Linked DNA regions of Pan troglodytes: region 1 is linked to region 2. Evidence: chromatin contacts called from public HiChIP or PLAC-seq data. All regions are on one chromosome and are shown on one strand. The core of a region is the stretch at or near the end of the contact, and the rest is flanking DNA. Distances in the headings are between cores, read along the strand shown. Region 1 holds the start of LOC739591 (small ribosomal subunit protein eS27-like). Region 2 holds the start of SYT2 (synaptotagmin 2).

Evidence for each region. HiChIP or PLAC-seq counts read pairs in DNA pulled down with a chosen protein or histone mark.
Region 1: a contact with region 2 is called in an H3K4me3 HiChIP or PLAC-seq map of stem cell-derived excitatory neurons, with 7 times the contacts expected there. The contact joins the promoter of LOC739591 here to the promoter of SYT2 in region 2. A contact is called at or near these places in 3 of 7 Hi-C or Micro-C datasets (blood, induced pluripotent stem cells and stem cell-derived neural progenitor cells) and 1 of 1 datasets of contacts at active chromatin or transcription factors (stem cell-derived excitatory neurons).

Annotation. Positions count from the first base shown.
Region 1 is chr1:46,621,197-46,628,155 of NHGRI_mPanTro3-v2.0_pri, forward strand. LOC739591 (small ribosomal subunit protein eS27-like) reads left to right here and starts at 4,414. Exons shown (of 1, transcript XM_009440869.5): 1 at 4,414-4,766. The coding sequence starts at 4,429. The coding sequence ends at 4,704. The region is part of intron 13 of PPP1R12B (protein phosphatase 1 regulatory subunit 12B); the gene reads right to left.
Region 2 is chr1:46,380,999-46,388,181 of NHGRI_mPanTro3-v2.0_pri, forward strand. It overlaps SYT2 (synaptotagmin 2), which reads left to right and starts at 5,755. Exons shown (of 9, transcript XM_016935938.4): 1 at 5,755-5,937.

The DNA of each region.
Region 1 (6,959 bases), core at 3,164-5,663, 240 kb after region 2:
GCCTCAGCCTCCCGAGTTGCTGGAACTACAGGCATGTGCCACCAGGCCCAGCTAATTTTGGTATTTTTAGTAGGGCGGGGTTTCCACCACATTGGCCAGGCTGGTATCAAACTCCTGACCTCAAGTGATCCCCTGCCTCAGCCTCCCAAACTGATGGGATTACAGGGTAAGCCACCACAGCCTGGCCATAGAAATTTACTATATTTATATATTATATAGCTTATAATATATAAAAACATAATTAAAGACACACTATATAAATATTTTATAGTATATGTCTAATACTGACCACTGAGGATGCTGTGGTCATTAATTACAGAATATCTAATGGTCTTATAAGATAGTTTATTATTCATTGAACTATATCTTTTTTTTTTTTTTTTTGAGACAGAGTCTCACTCTGTTGCCCAAGCTGGAGTGCAGTGGCACAATCTCAGGCTCAATGCAACCTCTGCCTCCTGGATTCAAGCAATCCTCCCGCCTCAGCCTCCCTAGTAGCTGGGACTACAGGCGCATGCCACCACACTCAGCTAGTTTTTGCATTTTTTAATAGAGAAGATGGAGTTTCACCATGTTGGCGAGACTGGTCTCGAACTCCTAACCTCAGGTGATCTGCCCGGCTCAGCCTCTCAAAGTGCTAGGATTACAGGCATGAGCCACGATGCCCAGTCAATGTCCTGTGTATTAACATAAGATTACATCGAAAAACCTTCTTTAATATCAACCTGGAAGTACATATGGATAGCTACTGGGGGCCGGGACAGGGGGACAGACTTAGGGGGATCACGGGAATCACAGACCTATGCCTACAGACTTTATGAATTCAAGATGTCATTTGATCTAATTCTAAGACTTCAGGTAAACACAAAAAATGTATTCCTATTTTACGGATGAGTTAATAAAGGCCTAAGGAGATGCTAAAACACCCAAGTAACAATGTTATATACCTAAAGGGATTTTAACCATGTTCTCCTGCTTCGGGTACAGCTTTTCTTATATTGCACCACAATGAACACTGTTTCCTCCACTCAGTACCATGGTATTTCTAGCTATGTAGATTTATGTAGCAAGACATTTCTTCTAGCAAATCCTGCAATATCGGGAACTAATGGATAACAATGTCTTGCATTAAACTTCTCCTAGCATCCCCTGACATTTCCCAAAAGTCTGTCATAATCAACACTCCATTCTTGGGAAAGTATGATTTTTACATTTCTAGAAATTTCCATCAACATGCTATAAGACTGCCATGAACAAACTATAAACATTAAAAATATTAGGGATAAATTCTTCTTTGGAGGATGCAGTTGACTCTACAGTTGCTAGGACCCTATGAGGTAAATTTTAGTTCAAATTTTCCTTGCTGTTCCTAATTGGGAAGGGGAGGCTAATACTATGGTACAATAGAAAGAACAGGCACCTGGGTTCTAATTTTAGCTCTGCCATTAATTACTTGTTTGGTCTTAAGAGAATCACTTAATCTCTTGGAACTCTAGTTTCTTCATCTGTAAAACAAAGGGGTAAATCTAAAATTTTAAAGATCCCATTTAGCTTTAAACCATGGTGAATCCAAATTTATACTGATTCTGAACAAACGGCCTCTAAGTCTCCTCACTAAATGTCTATTCTCAGTCTGGCCAAATACTACATTTCTTATATTTCATAGGTTACTTTCTTTAGTACTGACCAACAGAACTTTGTGTAATAATGGAAATGTTGTATACCTGCACAGCCCAATATGGTTGCCACTAGTCACATGTGGTCACTGAGCAGTTAAAAGAGGAACTAAATTTTAAATTTAATTTTAATTATTTAAATTTGAGTAGCCACACATGGCTACTGATTACCATACTGCACACTACAGCTCTAGAAGTCCCGAGAATCCAATTAAAAGACAATATTATCAAGCCCTCTCCTCAAACCTGAAAACCAGATCCAACTCATAAAACATAAACTTAACAAAATTTCATCAAGAATGCAATTTGTGGCTGGGCGCGGTGGCTCATGCCTATAATTCCAGCATTTTAGGAGGCCGAGGCGGGCAGATTACCCGAGGCCAGGAGTTTGAGATCATTCTGGCCAACACAGTGAAACCATGTCTCTACTAAAAACAGAAAAAATTGCATAGTGGCCTACACCTGTAATCCTAGCTACCGGGGAGGCTGAGGCATGAGAATCACTTGAACCTGGAAGGCAGAGGTTGCAGTGAGATCGCACCACTGCACTCCAACCTGGGCGACAAGAGTGGGACTCTGTCTCAAAAAAAAAAAAAAAAATGCAATTTGTTAGTCAGCTAAGTTTAAAAGCAATTGATTCCATTTTCTTCTCAAAGTTCTCATTTTTCTCCTATGCTTCCTGGAGGCAGTATTACAGTAATCTTACATTTTTATATGTGGTACTTTAAGTAGTACGATATAATGCTGGGGTTCCCACCTTTAAAACAGTTCTATAGATATAGCAAATAGGAACAAGCCCACAGATACAGCACACTTTAGAGCTACTTTTTCCCAACTGCAGCATTTATACTCTGCTGTCTCTGTACACCTTTCCCTGTACCACCCTACTTTCCCTCTGCCCCCTTTGACAAAGAGCGCTCCAAGAAAACAGGCTGTTACCTCCTCGAGCAGGCCTGCATAGCAGAACGAAGGTCAAGAGATGCGTGGAAATGAATAGCAAGAAAGGTAAGTGGCTGCTGGGAAAGACTGCAGTCTCAGCACCCGGTCTCCCTTGGAAACTGGAAAAGGCTTGCACTGCCACTGCTATACAGCAAGCCAGAGGCAAAGCTTGCAATTTGCTAAGGAGCTGCTACTAAGGAGGAGGAGAAGGAAGGGGAGGAGAAAAGGGAAAGAAGGCAAAATCTTGGGCCTCGGCAGAGCCAATGCTGCTAATAGTTCCCAAAATAACATTCCATTAGATGCATGTTTTATACACTGTACCAAACCAATCAATACTACTTCTCATTTGACAGGGAGGTGAAAGAGAGAAATTCTTCCTCATGTGAAAGAAGACAGAGCAAAGAGAGATGCAGCATTCTCATTCTGGATCCTATTTCATCTGCCCTTGAGCTACCCTAGTTGCTGCATCCATCCAACTGAGCTGTAAATACTGCCTCACTTGAGGCTCAGGCATAGCCAGCTGGCAAATGCCAACAGCTGTGAAGAGACAGATAAAAAAGAAACACCTGACACACAGAAATGCAGAAACAAATTTCATATCTGCTATAAATGGGTTAAACCTAGATAGAGAAAGAGTGTACATACCACTCAATTTGATAAGCTAGCTACAGATCAGGAAAATTTCTAGATCTAATATGTGTCACATATCAAAATATGATCTGATTTCATAGTTTAGGACAACTGCATTCAAATGCTCATGTGTCATTTTTGGCCTCTCTAATTTGACACTGAGATCAGAGCTGATGTTTAAGCAACGAATCAAAGCTACAATTCCATTAAGAATTTTTTAAGAAAGAATTTCCCTCAGCCAAACTAAGCATTTCTTAAATCTAGACCTATAATTAACTGGCCCCAAATGTCAAGAGTGCTGAGTTTGCAGGGGCTGAAGTCAGCAAATTTTGTCTGTAAAGGGCCAAACAGTAAATCTTTCAGGTTTTGCAGGCCTACTCAACAGCTCTGTTGTGAGACCAAAGCAGTCACAGACAACACATAAATGAATAGGCAAGGTTGTGTGACTACTGCTTGCTGTGCTACACCAGCAGAAGGGAGCAGTTGCAACAGAAACCATGTGGCTTGAAAAGTCTAAAATATTTACTATCTGGTCCTTTGCAGAAAACATTTGCTGATCCCTGCTCTAGACACTAAGTTATTTATCACCAAGCTATGGCTCAGAGAAGTCCTTTTGCTTTAGAGAAAGTGTGAGTCTGGTGTTTCTGTGACCTACCTTAGATAACTACTATATCATCTTGAATTCTTTTCCATCTGAACATTTGTTCCATTAAAAACATGCCAGCCTCAAGTGCCAAAGCCACTTTCACAATGACAATGTTTTTACTTACATAGGTCACTCTACAGTTAGTTCACTGGTCAGAACAAGTGTTACTGATGGTAAGAATGGCAGAATCAAGCACCAACAAGGCCAGTGAGTGCTGCTTTATTTCACATACATCAGCTATACCAGCTGGACCTGGCCAACTGTCTCAAATATTTATCATTTACTACAAAGTAGACTAGACCAAGACAAATTCAGCACCACCACTCATTTTTTTTAACAAGACAGCTCAAGAAACTAAACACACAAAATGTATGTGGAAATAACCTATATATCAAACAATAAGGGGAATGGTTAAATAAAGAACGTTCATATGATAAAATATAGACATTAAAAGACAAACTAAAAAGTACTATATATACGTAAGTTCCAAAATATTCATATCTGGAATATATAAAAAACTTTCGTTTTCCGGCGGTGATGACCTACGCACATGAGAACATGCCTCTCGCAAAGGATCTCCTTCTTCCCTCTCCAGAAGAGGAGAAGAGGAAACACAAGAAGAAACGCCTGGTGCAGAGCCCCAATTCCTACTTCATGGATGTGAAATGCCCAGGATGCTATAAAATCACCACGGTCTTTAGCCATGCACAAACGGTAGTTTTGTGTGTTGGCTGCTCCACTGTCCTCTGCCAGCCTACAGGAGGAAAAGCAAGGCTTACAGAAGGATGTTCCTTCAGGAGGAAGCAGCACTAAAAGCACTCTGAGTCAAGATGAGTGGGAAACCATCTCAATAAACACATTTTGGATTAAAAAAAAAAAAACTTTTACCCATTTTTAAAAAAAGAACCAACCTAATGACAACAACAAAATCAACAAAATACATAATCAGGAATTCACAAAAAAGGAAACCAGAAAAGCATATAAACATAAGAGAAAATGTTGTTTCACTAGTAATAAAAAAAAATGCAAATTAAAATGAGAAATGATTTCATCTTCCTTAGATTACCAAAAAAGCAGTAGCAGCAAAAGAAAAAAAACAACAACAAAACATTTTAAGTCTAACCTAGTTGAAAAGAATGAGAAACTCACGTACATTGCTGGTGAGAGTAAAGAGGAGAGCAATCAGGCAGTGTCCAGTGAAGATGCACTTACCCTATAGACCCGGAAATTCCATTTGGAAATAAATACTGTTGAGAAACTCTTGCACGTTTGTGTCAAGAAACATGAACAAGAATGTAAACAGCAGCATCATTAGTATTAGGGGAAGAAAAAAAAAAAGACCTAAATACCTAAATGTCCATCAGCACAGGAAAAAAACAAAAACAAACTGTGGTATAATTGTACAATGGACTAAAATAAGCATTTAGAATGAACAAACAGAATGCTAAGTGACAAGAGCAAGTTTCAGAATGATGTGTGCAGGTTATACCATTTATATGAAGTATTAAAACATGTGAAAGAATTATATAAGTATGCAAATGAAAAATAATAGTGATAAAAATTTGAGAATGATAAATAGCAAATTCAGGATAGTGATTAATTTTAGGGAGAGAGTCAAGAGATGAGACTGAGGAGAGATACACAGGAGCTTAGCTATATTTTATTCTTAATAACTGAAGCAAATATGGCAAAATATTGGGATTTGATCAGACCAGAAGATGGAGAGATTGGGTGTTTGTGATATTTGGTAACTTTTTGTTTTCATTTTTTTTTTTTTTTTTTTTGAGATGAGGTCTTGCCCTGCCACCCAGGCTGGAGTACAGCTGGCATGATCATAGCTCACTACAGCCTCGACCTCCTGGGCTCAAGTGATCCTCCCACATCAGCCACTTGAGTAGCTGGGATTACAGGCACAGGCTCCCATGCCTGGCTAAAATTTTTTTTTTCTTTATAATTCTCTGTAGAGATGAGGTCTCACTATGTTGCCTAGGCTTGTCTCGAACTCCTGAGTGCAAGTGATCCTCCCACCTCTGCCTCCCAAAGTGCTAGTATTATAGGCATAAGCCACTGCACCTGGCCAATAATCTTTTAAAAGAAAAAACCATATATAGCATGATCTCAAAATAAATAAAATATATAAAGATGTTAGCAGTGATACTGCTGATGGTGAGAATACGGGCAATTTTTATTTTCTATTTAAAATACAGTTATTGTGGGAAATTTTGTAAACTTTTTAAAAGTTAAGGTTAGAAACTTTTAACTTTGAAAAATGATCATTCATATTTAAAGGACTGTTCCAAACAGTAAGATATACATAAAAGAGATGTATTTGTATTTCACACTTTTTTTTATTACCATAGTTCACAGTGATATAGAAAGCACAGGTACTCCTCAGTATATGCTAAATACTAAAGGAAGCTAAATATGCCAGAAAAAAATTGGTGGGCCATAGGGGGCAAAGAGAGAGAATAGAGGTCAGAAGTGGTAGAAAAAGGAGTTCTAGCTTGCGTAAGTAGGCAATCAGGAAAGACCTGTGTTAGCATAGGTGAACTCTCTGTATTACGACCAGTAGATTCACAGACTCGTCTACTCTCACCAACTCCTAGAAATCGGTCTCCAGCTCCTGTAATCACTAGGATGGCCTCCAATGGGGAAAAAGGGGGTATCTGGGGAAGCAGAAAAGCTCTTAGACCTGCGGTTCTTAACCTTTATTGAAATCTAACCCATCTTTAACAATCAGATAAGAAATGTAATCTCCTACCCCTAAAAAAGCACTTACGTATACACAAAATTTGGCTAGCAATTTCAGGGATTTCTGAACTTTCCATTAGCTCAGATTATGAAGGAAAGGATCTAGAAAGAAAGAACTCCCTAAAAGACCTAAATTAGATTTATCTTCAGAGAAAGCCTCTAAAATAAGTCCATTATTTTCAATTTCCAATTACCCTACTTTGCAGATGAATCAAATTCCTTTAAGACTCGGTGGCATATATTTTTTTTTCTTTTTTGAGTCAGGTTTCCTGAGGTAAGTTTACATATGGTAAAATTTGCCCTTTTTAGCAAATAGG
Region 2 (7,183 bases), core at 4,505-7,004:
CCCGCTCCCTGCAGGGCTCCTGACAGATAATACCCTGGGTGGTGGTATTATCTGCACTCTAGGCAATTGCTTTTTTCCGGGTGTTTTTGTTTGTTTGTTTGTTTGTTTTCTTTTTCTTTTTTGAGACCAAGTTTTGCTCTTGTCACCCAGGATGTGGTGCAATCTCGGCTCACTGCAATATCCACCTCCCAGATTCAAGAGATTCTCCTTCCTCGGCCTCTCAAGTAGCTGGGATTACAGGCGCTTGCCACCACGCCCAGCTAATTTCGTATTTTTAGTAGAGACAGGGTTTCACCATGTTGGTCAGGCTGGTCTTTAACTCCTTACCTCAGCTGGTCCTCCTACCTCGGCCTCTCAAAGTGCTGGGATTACAGGCATGAGCCACCGCATCTGGCCGTGGTAAATGTTATTGACTGGATAGGTGATGGGTACATGGACACATATGAAGCTTAAGAGACTTGTTCCAGATTTGCTCCTGAGCTACAGAGAAGAGTGGCAGATGGACTTGGGATACTGAAGAAAGGACCGTATCAGTCCTAGAGCTTCTTTCCCACATGTCTCTGCTGTGGCTTCTTGTGCTTTGGTGCTTGCCTTCCACAGCTAGGGCACATCCCAAGGGCAGTTCTGAGATAAAACTCCAATTTATGGAGAGTTTTAATGGACACACGGATATTAAAGCACCAGGGTTAATTATTCAGAAAATGTTTCAACTGACTTGCTTTTCATCTCCCCCATGATGGGTAGCTTCAAAGCCTACAGTTGCCTTCTGGTAAGAAGAGACACCCTGCCCTTGTGTGATTAGTAGTCTGAGCCATTTGCTCTTCACATTCCAGAAGGTGAGCACCTCAGAAGAACCTTCTCTTCTATGAGAGGGGGAAAACTGAGGCTCAGCGAAACTTACCTGGGACATAAAACTGTGACTGGTACTTCATTGCAGAAGGAAGAAGGGTCTGCTCTGGTGTTGTAGGTTGATATTTCCTTTGAGAAGGAAAAACAATCATTGTCACTATATGAAAAGACAAGGTCTTCATGATATTCTTTAGTTCCTGGGATCTGATAAAATTCTGTGATTATTATTTGCATCCTAGTGACTTTCTTCCATATGCCAGATATGGTCTTGAAAACTTTAAAAAGCTTCCCCTCTAGGAGTATAATGTTATAGATCCAGTAGTCCTCTGTCTTCCCCATTCTGTTGTATTTAAACGTTTTATCTGAGCTCAGAGTTATTTGTTTTTATTTTGTTCATTGCATAGAGAAGAAATAATTATAGTCCACTTAATCAGCTTTTTGGAAGAGTTGGCCTTCACTGCCGGTTGGAAGACTAGGGTTTTTCTTTTTTAATTAAAACCTAAGATATCATGTAGATTATATGATATATGATAGTTATATTTATCTTTATTTTGCTTATGTTTGATTTCTTTCCCCACATCTGATCAGTTCATGTCTTCTGTATTGAAAGCATTCTGAGGTCAAGCTCAGTGGCTCACGCTTGTAATCCCAGCACTTTGGGAGGCCGAGACGGGAGGATCGCTTGAGTCTGGGAATTCAAAACCAGCCTGGGCAACATAGAGAGACCCTATCTCTACACAGAATTAAAAAATTAACGGGGCATGGTGGTGCACACCTGTAGTTCCAGTTACTAGGGAGGCTGAGGCAGGAAGATCACTTGAGCCTCAAGGCTGCAGTGAGCCCTGATTGTGCCACTGCACTTCAAACTGGGTGACAGAGCAAGACCCCCATCTCAAAATAAATAAATAAATAAATAAATAAATAAATAAATAAATAAGGTAAAATAAAGAAGAGAAAAGAATTAAAAAAAAGGAAAGTATATTATGGGATATCTAAAAGTTGACTGTAGTATGAAATATGTTATTATTATTTTTTTGAGATGGAGTTTCACTCTTGTTGTCCAGGCTGGAGTGCAGTGGCACAATCTCAGCTCACTGCAGCCTCTGCCTCCCGGGCACAAGGATTCTCCTGCCTCAGCCTCCCGAGTAGTTGGGATTACAGGCGCCTGTCACCATGCCTGGCTAATTTTTGTATTTCCAGTAGAGATGAGGTTTCACCATATTGGCCAGGCTGATGTCGAACTCCTGACCTCAGGTGATCTGCTTGCTTCAGCCTCCCAAAGTGCTGGGATTACAGGCGTGAGCCACTACACCTGGCCAGACATATATTATTGAAGAGTAAGCAGTATAATGGTTATAAACACTGAGCAGGGCCTTAGCAAAATAGGTAGCTACTATCATGTGGCTTAGGGAAATGAAAATAGCTCAGTGGAGCTAGAGTATAGGTAGTATAGGGTAATTTAAATAAAAGTTAAAGTATATTTAAGCTTGGTATGTCTACAAAATTAGATTAGAAGAAGAAAACCAAGACTTTTAGTGACAGGAATTGCATGTAATTTTTTTTTTTGAGACGGAGTTTCATTCTTGTTGCCCAGGCTGGAGTACAGTGGCATGATCTTGGCTCACTGCAACCTCCGCCTTCTGGTTTCAAGCGATTCTCCTGCCTCAGCCTCCTGAGTAGCTGGGATTACAGGCACCCACCACCACACCTGGCTAATTTTTGTATTTTTAGTAGAGGTGGGGTTTCACCATGTTGGCCAGGATGGTCTCAAACTCCTGGCCTCGCGATCTGCCCGCCTCAGCCTCCCAAAGGGCTGGAATTATAGGCGTGAGCCACTTTGCCCAGCTGTAAGTTTTAAAGAACCATTTACTCAGTTACAACCAGTAAAGCAGGCGTGTTTCAGAGGAGAGCTTAGTCATTGTTTGCTTAATTGTCAGGAACAATACAAACTGCTCTGGAAGAATAATACGGGTATGTGCAGGGGGTGGGAGGGCAAGAACAACAGCTTTCTGAAGGGGTGTTTCTTTCTGTGTGTATCAAGAGAAAGCAGGAAATGGGAGCTGGCTAGGGTCAGCGGTGATGAAGACTCTCTCTCCTGTCCCAGCTCATTTCTGTTTGCTCTAACTATGACAGCAGGGCTTGGAACAAGTTTGCAGGGATGAAGGCCTGACCAGAACATCAGGGAAACAATCCAAGTGTGAGGTAGTGCAAGTGCTAGTAGACCTATGATCAAGGATGGACAAAAAGGGAATTCTTTAAGCAGAAGGCAGGTGGCAGGCAGTAAAAAAGTACAGGGGCTTTCAGTCCCCAGGGAAAGCTGTGACAGGGGCACGATGCAGCAGTTCCCTGCTCTCTTCTCTCTCCTCCCTAGAAAAAAACAGAAAATGAAGCCACCAGGAAGCACACTATTCAGCAGAAAGTGGTAAAACAATGTAATTGAGGGAGCTGTAGACTTTCTTCCTGAATAACTCTCAGTGTTAGATAGCTCTCCCCCACCTTTTGTGGATTCAAAATGACCTTGTGTGGAAGCAGAGGGATTGCCCTGATGGCCCTGCATGTGCATGCAATTGAGTGATGTTGGTCTAAGATACTAGAGGCTCATCTTTCTACAATGATGAACAGTTGAAAAGCAAAGTATCTAATAATAGGCTGGGTGTGGAGGGGGTGGATGTCTTTTCCATTCTTTCCTCTTCCAGCTCCTGAAGCCTGGGGGAATAAGCAAGAGGGATGTTGAGCTCTTGATTAGGTTTGTAACCCAGACACTACTGGTCCTGATGAATTAAAAGAACATTAAGGCTGTAGCCAGGGACACCACATTTTTCATTTAACCAAATTGATTACAGCTCTGACTCTCCTAATAGCCTGGGAAGGCAGGCTGGCTTCCTCTGACGTGCTTAGGAGAAGAAGTTGGGGCACCAGATTGACACAAGGCTTTGATCAGAACAGTAGGCAGCTGAGTCTGCTGCCGTGGAAAAGTTGAAGCGCATCGGGCCAGTTCGCTTGGCTTGATTCTGTGCGAGGGGGCTGCAGCCCTCTTTCTGGCTGGAGTCCTGCAGATACTGGTTGTTGGCATGGGGAGCAGGAAGGAGCGAATAGAGTAGAGCCAGTCCCTTTGGGGAAGCAACAAGTCCTGGAACACACCTGGCTAAGGGTGGGGGTGGTGGGTAACCTCTTTGAATGTAAAGGTCTCATTCTTAGTCCATTGTAACTTGGCTCCCCATTTCCTCCACTGCCCTTGTTATGGCTGCTCCACAGGTGAAGGGGGAGGGCCTCTGTGCCTCAGGGGCTGTGAGCACAGCTTCAGCCTGATTGAGGACTCCCCAGAGGTCTTCCCCCACCTTTTTCGTAACATCCACTGAGGCGGCAGCCACTTGCCGCCTTGCTCTGAGGCAAGCCAAACTGGGGATAGTCTCCAACTGGGGATGGTCTGCCAGTAACACCTGGTATTATTGGCACAGTGATCTGAAAAGTGCCCTCCACTGCCTCTTCTCTCCCCAAAGCCTGAATCCCACTTGTTCTTTGCATCTCCTCATATTGCATTCATTCCACCTCTCACTCACTCACCTAGTACGTATTGAAGGCTGACCTCAGGTCATGTACGGTTTTGTACCCAAAAGCGAGGCAGGATGCTACAGTCCTATTATAAAAGTTAACTCCAGGCCAAGCGCAGTGGCTCATGCTTGTAATCCCAGCACTTTGAGAGGCCGAAGTGGGTGGATCCCTTGAGGTCAGGAGTTCGAGACTAGCCTGGCCAACATGGCAAAACCCCATCTCTACTAAGAATACAAAAATTAGCCGGGTGTGGTGGCGCACGTCTGTAATCCCAGCTGCTCGGGAGGCTGAGGCGGGAGAATCCCTTCAACCCAGGAGGCAGAGGTGGCAGTGAGCCAAGATCGCGCCACTGCACACTGCACTGCAGGTTGGGTAACAGAGTGAAACTTGTCTAAAAAAAAAAAAAAACAAAAAAAAAAAGAAAAAAAAAGTTAACTCCAAAAGAGTTAAAGTGGATATTCCAATTGTGCTGTAAGGAAGTTCTGGTGCTGCCCTGGCAGCTCCTGGGTAGGTTAGGAAGGGCTCCTCTTTGCCCTTGCCACCCTTCTCTTTCTCCCAGGCTCTTCCGAAATGCCACCACTTACTGTCTGCAGCTCCTTGGTCCAACGCACCATTCAGGGACTGTTTCCCCACCTGCAAACTGCCCACGCAAAATGCCCACCTTAAAGGGATGTCTTACGTATTAAGCAAACTAACATGTGTGAACATCCTGTCTTTAATAACCAGTAGCATCCTCCTTTTCTTTCTACCGTCTTCCAGCTCCTCTCTCCTTGCCACCCTGCAGTTCTTCCTCTCCCCTCCGCCGTTCTATTTCCATAGGCCTCAGGTACCGCTGTCTTCTCTCAAGCATCCTCCTCTCTCTCACCCATCCTTTAGGCTCAGAAGCCCCCACCATCCAGGTGGCCAATATAGGTAGCGGTGACCTAAGCGGAGAGGGGAGGAGGGGAGGCTAGGGGCTCAGGGATCCCAAAATGGCCATGGGGAGGGGGGCTCCTGAGCCCAATAATTTAGCCTTGAGCTGCAGTGGGTTCGGGAAGTTGGAGAGAAGGAGCTGGCTAGAAAGGAGACCAGCCTTCTGGGGTGGGGAGTATAGAGCCCCTTTCCCGTCCGCCTTCCTGCTGGGGAAGCAGCCTCCTTGACCTTGAGCAGAAGGCGGGGGCGCCGAGCGCCTGGGGGGCTGCGCAGAAAGGACCCGTCCCGGGGGGCAGGCCCGCCCTCCGCCTCCTCCGGGCCTCCTCCGCCTCGGTCCCCGCCCTCCCGCGCCGCTTGGTCTCCTCCCCTCACTGCAGCGCTCGCCGCGCGCGCCCATCGATCAGGCCCCCTCCCTCTGCCGCCTCGGCGCAGACTGCTAAGCTCAGCAAGTCTTGCGGCAAAGGCACTTCGGAGCCGAGTTGGGGCAGCGGTGGAGCGGGGACTTCGCGCCCCAGGGGAACGGGCGCCCCTGCGAAACCGTCGCCAGCCCCGCGTCCTTGCCGTCCGACACCCCCTCACATTGGCGACCCCGGATCTCTCCCGCCTCCTTCGGGTCGCTCTCCGGTAAGTCCATACCCCCGCCGGTGGGGGCACGGACCTCCCTCTCCAAAGTTTCTCCTTTTCTGCTACTGAGTCGAGGGGCCACGGGGTGGTCTGGGTCCCGAGAGGTGAGTAGGGTTGGGGAAGTTTGAGGCCAAGGGGGCCGGGAGTCCGCCCCGTCCTTTGGGGGAGTTTGGAAGCGTCCGGATGGAAGGTTCGTCTCGGGGAGTCGGACCCGAGGGGCGAGGAGCCGGCTCCTCTGAGGGACTGGGGCTGGGCTGGGGGCAGATTTCCTCCCGCGGTCTCCCCGCGAGTTGCTGCAGAGAGGGGCGGGCCACGCGTCCCCTGCACCGGCCGGCTCTGCGCCCCCGTCCCTCTCTCTTTTCCCTGGGACGAACCCACTCGCGTCTAGCCCAGCCCCCGCCAGCCCTAGCGGTCTCCAAGGAAGATTCTTTTGCCCCAGTCTCAAGCTTCGGGGACCCCTGGCACCGCCGTCGTGGGAAGTGGGGCGGGGGGTGGGGTCTGGGCGCTGGGAGCCGGAGACCCTGGGTCAGGGAGAGGTTGGGGAGACAGACTGCAGGGGCCATCTGGAAGCAACGGGCACGAGGAGCTGGGGCAGGGGCCCAAGAAGGGGCTGGAGGCGCCCCTCCCCTCTCTCCAAATCTCATGACTCAGCACGACCTAGGACGCCCCGTCCCTGCTTCAGCTCTGTCCCCAGGGCTAGGCTCGCAGTCTGGCGGGTGCTGACAGCCCGACTCCCTTTTCTAGACTCTTCCATGTACCTTTCCCATTTGGGGTGCCCCCTTCCCCTGCCTATGCTCCTTCCCCCACCTCTGGGGGACAGGGCTTTTATTTTTCAACTAAAAAGTGGAGCTTTATCGTTTCACATCCCACTAAGCCAGGCCCCCTCATCCTGTCTCCTCCCTTTTCATCCCCACATTCCACAGGTGCCTCCAGGACACCCCCAGCCCATGGCTCGTGGGGTGTCTCCTGGCAGGGCAGTGTCCTCCCCTACCCCTGGCTGAGGTGGCGGAGTAGGTGCTCTCCCCGCAGCAGGAGAAGGGAGTGCAAGGACAGAAGAAGTGCTGGCCCAGGAGGGGCCACCGCAGTGGGGAGGGAAGGGCAGAGGCCCCGTGGGCAGGTAGTACAGGTTGGGTTAGCTTATGAGGAGGAGGAAGTCCTTAGGATCTGGGGGCGCCCAGGAAGCCAGAAAGGTGAACTGGGGTCTGACCTGGAAAGCAAAAGGGTGCCCTTCTCCCTCCCCTACTGC